2 separate regions of the Lactuca sativa genome follow, and region 2 is linked to region 1. A link is a contact called in public Hi-C data. All regions are on one chromosome and are shown on one strand. The core of a region is the stretch at or near the end of the contact, and the rest is flanking DNA. Distances in the headings are between cores, read along the strand shown. Region 1 holds the start of LOC111914924 (soluble inorganic pyrophosphatase 1). Region 2 holds the start of LOC111914920.

The links. A called contact is a pair of places that touch in the nucleus more often than the background predicts.
Region 2: a Hi-C map of seed shows a contact between it and region 1, with 3 times the contacts expected there. The contact joins the promoter of LOC111914920 here to the promoter of LOC111914924 in region 1. A contact is called at or near these places in 2 of 4 Hi-C or Micro-C datasets (leaf and seed).

What each region holds. Positions count from the first base shown.
Region 1 is chr1:69,121,817-69,126,610 of Lsat_Salinas_v11, forward strand. LOC111914924 (soluble inorganic pyrophosphatase 1) reads left to right here and starts at 2,166. Exons shown (of 9, transcript XM_023910634.3): 1 at 2,166-2,324; 2 at 3,128-3,269; 3 at 3,350-3,378; 4 at 3,472-3,537; 5 at 3,619-3,726; 6 at 3,812-3,877; 7 at 3,959-4,079; 8 at 4,329-4,410; 9 at 4,566-4,794. The coding sequence starts at 3,137. The coding sequence ends at 4,608.
Region 2 is chr1:69,287,643-69,292,436 of Lsat_Salinas_v11, forward strand. LOC111914920 reads right to left here and starts at 2,355. Exons shown (of 6, transcript XM_052770843.1): 1 at 1,768-2,355; 2 at 1,266-1,343; 3 at 840-1,191; 4 at 102-524. The coding sequence starts at 1,327.

The sequences.
Region 1 (4,794 bases), core at 916-3,415:
TTGTTTAAACATGATAATATATTTTTTATAACTAAACAACTTACCTTCGATTCTAGTTCTCATTCTTCTTTGGAAAGATTGAAGGTGTTGGTTGTTGGATTGTACACGTTACCGATTTTGTTTTTTAACTTCAAAAAAACACCAAACTTTGACTTTAGGTAGTCATAGCGGTTCTTCATTTGTTTTTGGTCAGTAATAAAATTATGTTCAATTTTTTAATGTTTCAGCTACATTCCTCCAAGATAGTGCTTTCAAACTACTCTCTTCCCGTCCATTGACTGTAACTTCACGTAAACAAGCTTCTAGAAACGTTTTCTCTACACCTTCAACCTTCCAAGTAATCCTATCCTTCTTTTCTCCCATTTCTTTGATCAATTCAACAAAAAAAAATGCATGTTTTAGCAACAAGTTAAACATTACAAATACACATTTTCAACAACAATTTACGCAAACAAAGACACATTTTCAACGACTACTTCAACAAAACAAATGCACATTTTCAATAACAGGCAAGATTGAACATAAAAAATCGAGTATAAAAAATCAACCATAACATCAAAAATTCAAAATCAACATTTTATCATATCCATTGAACACATTCAAATTCAATCGTATATCAACAAAAACACGCGCTCTTTTTTATTTTTTATTTTCAGACTGTGTTCCCTATCTGATAAATTAAGAGGTAAAAAGTAAGACGCAAACAACGATCTGAATCTAAATTTTCTAGATATTGCCTCTTAATTTTACAATTAAGAGGGAAACAAATACGGCCTAAGTTTCATATATATATATATATATATATATATATATATATATATATATATATATATATATATATATATATATATATATATATATATATCCTTGGCATAATAATTGAATTAGTATCATTGATAGATTATAATAATCAATAATAGCCAAATGCATGAATGTTTATTAATTATTAGACCCTTAATCAAAGTGACAGTGTGATAAGTTGCAATTTCTAAAAAAAGCCAACACAACCGTAAGCACCTAACAAACCATGTGTCGTGACCAATGCCCAATAGAACCATATTCATAAATCCTACCTACTTTCTGCTCAAGTTTGGCCCAACTCAGATGACAATTATACTTATGACTTTTGAGGCTATGAGCCCAATATCCGCTTAATGGTTACAACTTACAAATGAAATCATGGTCCAAAACTTAAAAATTATTAATATGTTAAACTTGTATAGAAAATGGCATGTAACAATAATTTATATTATTAAAACATCCTTAAAACATGCATGGGTAGTAGTGAAACCCGTTTTCTAAAATCCATGGGTTTAGTCATGAATAACGTATGTTTATCAATTTATTTAAAGTTTCCATGATCTTAAATAAAGTTGTTTCAAGAAAAACTTTAGAAACAACTTAAAAAACCCGTTTTCTAAAACCCATGGGTTTAATCATGAATAACATATGTTTATCAATTTATTTAAAGTTTCCATGATCTTAAATAAAGTTGTTTCCAGAAAAACTTTAGAAACAACTTAAAAAAGGGAGGTCGACATGCACTATTAAAATTTTCATCCGTTCAATGAACATCCCTTTGGGTTTGCATTGTGTGGACAAAGTTCACCTCAATAAAATACAAATAAGAGTGATTTGTATACATTTTTGTCCAACATGCCATAAATACAAATATTACATAAGGGTCCTTATACATACAAGTCATATTTACGTCCTTTAGATTTTTGTAAACATGATAATTTACATTTCAAATACTTTGACACCAAAGATCTATATCAAAAGTAACCAATGAATGTATCAATGGAAGATATGTTAGAGACATTAGACATATGGGTGACTATATAACCGAATCAGAGACTTCTAATTGTGGTGTCAAACAGTTTGAATCTGTTCGAGTCGAATCCAACCTCTTACCAGACCTAATAAGAAACATATCAAAGTACCAAACACATCCTTAGAAAATTAATACTCAAAGACCTAATATCTATCCTATTTTTGGTAATATTTAAATTAGTATTTAAAATGTTAATTTTGATTTTAATCCATAAATTCTACAAAATAGATACCGAAAAACACGGGGGTGTAAATAAAATTTAAACATAGTATAGGGTGGTTGGTGTAAATACTTGTGAATCCCGGTGGACAGAGACAGTTTTCCCCTGCAAAAATGCAAAATCGGTGGGAAACATATAGATACACAATACTTGTATCCATATATGCTCATCACGCACAACCCCCAATATCCTCGCCTTAATTCGTACGCACATTTTTCGTTAAATCTCTAGATCTGCTCCTCATTTTCTCTTCTCCACGGATTATTTCAGGTTTGTTGATTTTTATTTTATCTAATGCACTCGAAGTTCGATTTCAGTTCATTATATGCTGTTTCAGTTGTGACTTGTGAATTATGAGTTGTAGGAATAGTTATGTGCTTTTTTCGATCGGTTTTATGGAGTTCGAGATTTGATATAGAGTATTCTTTCTGTTCGATTTCTTATTTTTGTTCTAGTATTGTTTATCGTGTTAGATTTACGTCTTCAGCTCGACGTTTCACTACAAAATAGCAGAAAGAGTTAAGTTTATCTTTGTATCTGATTTATGTTTCTCTCCTACATATGTGGTTATATTAACAGAAAAAAGTTTGTAGTAATACTCGACCTGGGCAAAGATCATATAATATGTTTTGATACTTGTGTATGTCGATCTTCATTCTCGTTCTCTTGCCCTCCTTTTAGTATTCAAAAGTTTCTCATTCGATAAGTTGTACACTCAGATTCTAGATAGCCATTTCGTGAATGCTTTTTTGATCAAGTTTTCTATAATCATCTTTAGACTCTGTATTTATGGTACTGATTTAATTGGAGTTATTTTGATTTTGGGGATCTTGACTGATTTCGATCGGGATCCCTAGTTGCTTTCGACAGAATATTGTGAGAAAGTAACCAATCCCAAAAAAGTACTCAAATGAAAACAATGGATTATGTAGATGCAATCAGATCACTATCATTCTGAATGTATGTTGTAAATTATTGAAAAATGTGATCTTACAACTGTTCTTGTTTTACACGCTTCTGTTTTGTGATTTTTTTTTCCTGTAATCTCATTCTTGGTTTTCCTGAATGTGTAGCTTGCAAGTATGACTACACCTACTGAGGCTCCAAAGAAACGTGAATCTTATCAGTCTTCACGTCCTCCTCTTAATGAAAGAATAATTTCATCCATGAGCAGAAGATCAGTTGCTGCACATCCATGGCATGATCTTGAAATAGGTACTTCTTTTCATTTCATTTCATTACTTCTTGATTTCTTACAACATTCAAGAACTGACTTCCTCAATCTTCCAATTCAGGACCTGATGCCCCAACCATCTTCAACTGTGTAAGGATATAAATTATAATTCAGTTTAGATCAAACCCCAGATTACTGAAATCAATGGGGTAAACCATTTACTGAAACGTGTTTATTCTTTAGGTGATTGAAATTAGCAAGGGGAGCAAGGTGAAGTATGAGCTTGACAAAACTACAGGACTTATCAAGGTAATGAAAGATTTCAGCTGTTATAACTTATAACAATTAAAGAATTAATGTTCACCCTAGTTACAAATTTGTTTTTATCAGGTTGATCGTGTTCTATACTCATCAGTTGTGTACCCTCACAATTACGGTTTTGTCCCTCGTACTTTGTGTGAGGACAACGACCCACTTGATGTCTTGGTCATCATGCAGGTATTTCAACATTTCAAAGTTTTCTAATTTTTAATAAATTTATATATTTGCTACAATTTTAAGGAGGTTTTGCACACACATACAGGAACCCATCCTGCCAGGTTGTTTCCTACGTGCCAAAGCAATAGGTGTCATGCCCATGATTGATCAGGTATTCATATGGTCTAACAAATTTACACTTTTGCCCTTATGTCGATCAAACATGTTTACAAACATTTTTGGGTTTCATCAGGGAGAAAAAGATGACAAGATAATTGCAGTTTGTGCTGATGATCCTGAGTATAGGCATTACACTGACATCAAAGAGCTCCCACCACATCGTTTAGCTGAGATCCGTCGTTTCTTTGAAGACTGTATCCTTTCAGAACTAAATTGTATATAATATTAACTATCATATATATATATATATATATATATATATATATATATATATATATATATATATATATATATATATATATATATATATATATATATATATGTGCAAAAAAAGACATGAATGCCCTCATCCTATCATTGAAATAGCTCTAGAAAGCTTGTCCATTTGTTGTACAAAAATGTTGTTGAAGATGCAAATATTGTTTAACTTAACAAATGATAAGATAAAAAGAACGAGAATAAGGAGGTCGCTGTTGATGATTTCTTGCCAGCTGATAAGGCAATCGAGGCAGTCAGTCATTCGATGTACGTAAAAATCAATTTTTCATGTGTGATATTTGATAAAAAAAATAGATAAATGAGTTGTTAATATTTACTACTAGAAAACATATTGGATATGTATTCTAATTAATTAAATCATAATTCAACAAAATTTATATGTATATTCTTGTTTTATGAAGGGATCTGTATGCGGATTACATTGTGGAGGGCTTGAGGCGGTAGATTTACAATATGACTAAGGGGGCTTATGAGAGAGACTTTATTTTTTTGCTTAATCAAATCATATTGGTAGATAATCTTGTCCTATTATGCATATGCTATTATATGATATGATGGTAAACAAACCAAACTTGATGTGATCATTATATTTGTCTTTTGTCGTGTCTTTTTGCATACCAAATTACATGT
Region 2 (4,794 bases), core at 1,105-3,604, 170 kb after region 1:
CTTGTACTACCAGAAATACACGCAAATCTGTGAAAAATTCACACAAAATTAACAGAACTTCAATCATTTTTTATTTACAATCTTAAAGAAGGATAGCGTACCTGGTTTGTGTCATACCTATTCAGAAAGCTGGTCCCACAGAATTGATCTGGATTTCCGACATGAAACTCCATGGTGGCTGGTGGCGGCAGGCCATAATCACCATCACCCATCACCTCCTCCTCCTGCTCAGGCGGCTTGAAACCAGCAGTGGAAGAATCACCACCACGCTTCCGGCCTTGTTTTTTGTCTTTGTATTTACTTCCACTTCCACGTGATGACTTGTTTCCATTCTTCTGTTTGGATTCTGTGTTTTTCTTGGTTTGTCTTTGAGGCCTGTTGTTTCTGTTTGTTACCGTGTGGGAAACTGAGGTGGGGACTGGATCATAGACGTCTGGGGCCCACTTAACTGTCAGTTTTTGAGGTGGGGTCACTCCTCGTTTCTCTCTGCTACCTTTCATGGCTGACACAGGCTTCCAGGCAGTCTGTAGGGAAGACAAATTGTCAAGGGGCAAAATGGTAATTTCACTTCTTCAAAGAATCAATTGGCAAATATCGAAAATTGTAATAGAAAACAAAGTGGATTTATATGTTTGGATCGTGAAGGCTCGATATAATAGGCTAATTGGCTTTATAATTAGGGTTAAATGCAAGACATAACAACCTACTGCCGTATATTTGTTTATTATATAATATAGCATCCTACTTACAGTAATTTCACTTCAAAGAATCAATCATCAATGGGTTGATTTATGTTTATGCTAACAGGGATAATATATTGAAATAAAGGCAATACGTACAGGCAAAGATGGAGGATGTGAGCAAGTTGGATGAACAGATTTAAGGTTGTCACAAGGTGTAGGCTCATTGACAGTTATGGCTTCTACAGATGCTCCTGGAGAGAGAGTGGATTCGATTGAACAAATAAATGTTGTTGGATTGCTGAAATACTTCTCATATTTTCCGTGTGGTGGTTTACAGCCTGGAACCCCATCTTTGTCATCTTGGACATTCAGAAACTGAGTGACATTGTTCCCGAGTTTATCCACAGAAAGATTTTGAGTGGATTCAGGTGTGTATATATACAATCCATGGCAGTTGTTTACATCAACAGAGGTTGATACATCAATGTCCATTGGCACTGGTTTGCAGCTGCAAGTGAAATGTAATGAATTGTGACTCTAGTAAACTCAAATTTCTAAGTATGTAATAGATTAGTACCCTGCCTGCACATTAAAGTACCTCCATGTTGATTCGGAAGAACAACCAATTCTGTTTTAGGGCTCATTGTTCATTGCCTTTAGCTTGTTAATGCAGACATACACAATTCAATTCATTGCCCAGAATACTAACAGCATGTTACAGTATAATTTGTTTTGACTTTCATCTTAAATATCGTTAAACATGCAGATCAGCAGTTGGAATCACAACAATTAAAAAAATACTTAATTACTGAATCTAACATTAAACTGAAGTTTGCAAGCAAATGAGTGAATGGGACAAGAACTAAGAAAACATGTACGCAAAATGAAACATTATAGGAATTGTTTCTGACACAGAGAATGTGAATCCACTGTATATACACATGTGATGTAAATCTATCAGAAATGCAACATCTACACGGGGATCAGCCCAATGCGTCAAAGTGAAAGAGGAATATGTAAATATGTAACGATATGTACCTTTTTCGTTAAATAAGATGCGTTTAATCCAAACTTCAACACGCACCTGAATCAAACGGTCCAGGATACCTCGAGGCGGAGCGAGGAGAGCGATTTCGCCGTATCAGAGGCAGAATATGGTAATAAAATCGAAAAACGAGAGGGGAAGATAGATTGAGAAGATTACACAGGGCAAAAGCTACAGATGCTTATTAGACGGAAAAGGACGAATAATAGGCTGAGTGTTAACTAAGATTACCACGACGATCACCTTTTTCAAGACGGGGTTTCAGATGATAAGAACGTGAACTGCTACCATAGAAAGAGGTAACGCAAGGGAGAGTGGAGAACTGGAGTGAAGGCACCATTGTTCGATGCACTTCAAACCCTAAATTACTAGAAAACAACCACCAAATCCCAACGGAAGAAACTCGATCGACCGATTGGATCCGACAGAATAAATGAAAACTATATATGTTGATCTAGGGATCCGATTACATCAACTGTAGGATCGGATAGCGATGATCGGAATTTAAGAACAATGCTAGGTAACGAGAGAAACTTGCAAGAGTGAAGGAGCTTTTAGCTAGTGCGATAAACCTGGTCTAGAGAGTGAGACGTTATTGGTTGATGATGGGTCAACGTTGACCTTAATTCACAATAACAGGCAATACAAGGTATGCTTTATAGAAAAAAACAATTTATGCTTTATAAAAAAATTTATGTATAGAAAAAGATTTTATGTACACATTGATTTATGTTTTATAAAATTATATAATATAATACTTTTTTTATATATAACAATTTATACTTTATAAAGTTATACAATACAATATTTTAAAGCATAAATTGTTATGTATATAAAAAATATTGTTATGTACTACATTTAATAATGTCATTAACGTAGATAGCTGAAAATAACTGTCAATTTCCTTCAAAAATTGTATATATTATTAGGCCATCATTTTATATCTAAGGATGATCCTCAATCTAAAACCGAATCGAAAACTGGAAAACAAGGAATCGATTTAATGAGATATAAAGAACTAAGAATTGGACTAGATAGTGTAGTTTTGGTTCTGTCGGTTCTGGTTTCGATTCGGTCCTACAAATATGTATGCTCTTTAAGTATGTGTTTAATACCCGACCCGACCCGAACCTAACCGAAAACTGAAGAATCGAGAACTAAACTGATTACCCCAGTTTCGATTGAGGTTTTCTTTTTCGGTCAGGTCGAGTTCCACCGAGCCAAATGCTCGTCCCTATTTATATCATTCTACGCCCGACGTATCCTACTTGATAAGTGTGCCCCCATACAAATTACGTGCAATCTAAGACTATGGGGAGTAGACTCGACATGAGCTTGGTGTTGAGTGACTTAGTTCGGTATGCCGAGCTCAACAGTCTAACTCAGTTAAGCCTTGACAAAATTTAGCACACTAATAATCCTTATGACTAATTTTATTAACAAATCTTGTTGAGTGTTTATGAAATGATAAAAATACACTTTGCTTTCAATTGAGTGTTTACGAATGAAATGATAAAATACTTTTATTTTTATTATTATTTTGTAATTTTTTATATAAAAAAGCAAAGGGATAATGACTTAAAAGGGTAAAATATTATTGGTTTTATACACATTTAGTCCCTGACTTTTTTTTTCCACACTTGTCCACATTTTGTCCTTTGACCTAAGAGCATGTCCTTGTGAATCAAGAGCCTGTCATTCAAGAGAATGTCTGTGTGAATCAAAAGCATGTGAATGAAGATCATGTGAATGAAGTACCTATCAACCAAGATCCTATGAATCCAGTACCTGTTAACCAAGTGTCTGTGAATCTTGGTGTTAGAGTGCCTAAGAGCCTTGGTGTTAGAAAAAGGAAGCCTTCAGAGAGAATAAGCAAGATACAAATAAGGAAGCAGATTTTTCGAAAGGATAGCAAAGGAGTGACTGAGGACAACCCAGTTACTTTAGACTGATTAGGGTTACTTGTTTTCTTTTGCTTTGGAAGTATGTAATAGTACACTATGTATGGTGACTTTCTTTTGTTAATTTGACAATACTACCCTTGCTTGTAACCTAACGACTTTTTATGGCCTTTAAGTAATGGAATCGGATTGTGTTTTGTCTTTTTCAATCTTTATTGGTATTAATGCATTAGTTTATTAAGAAGATTATAATGGGAATCAAATGTCAATTGTCTACTGGGAATCATATTCCCTATTTGTTTCTATCAATGTCCTTTGTCTTTTGGCTATTGAAATTACAGACAAATTCAATTATCATTGTCCTTGTCTTTTGGCTGTTGAAATTGCAGCCAAATTCAATGTAAATTACAATAAAATGTGTGCCATGTAACACTTCATTCAATATGCAATATCCATTTAATACATTCAATATAAACCATTCAATACCTACATTCAAACTACCACAATTCAATACATCATACAAAACTCTATTCAACTGTTTTCAGATAATATTACAACTAATTTCAACCCTATAACTATGTGCTTTATTATTAAGCTCTTGAACTTCTTTCTTCAAACATGCAACATCCTCTTTAATTGCTTCAAGTTCTTGTTCTAAATCTGGATTCCCAATCACATGTTAATCAATCCATTCCTAATACTCACACTTATTACCTGGTTTCTTCGAAATCAAACATAAAGATGGTAAAAAGCTTAAAATCTTTATTTATTAGAAGAAAAATCAAAAGTACATAGGGAAATCAAGATCGACATACCAGAGAATTGGGGCAAACTTTGAACTTTTTGTTAGGGTTGTCTTTAGCATTGGATGTGCATATTTGAACTGGGAGTCGACAATCACAAAGCTCCTATTTCTTTGTTTGCGATGGAACCAGATGAACTGAGAGTCAACATCTTCTTATTCGATTTTGGGTATGGGTTCGAATGTTTTTTTTATTGAAGTTAGGGCTAGACATTGTATTATAATCAACGAAACTCAGAGATGATCCATGTAGGAGTGTTTTCTTTTAATGAGTGTCCACATAAGCAGCCATGTTAGCAAATATGACATCAACCGATAATAATGACTTAATTCATACACAACAACAAATCCAATGGTAAAATA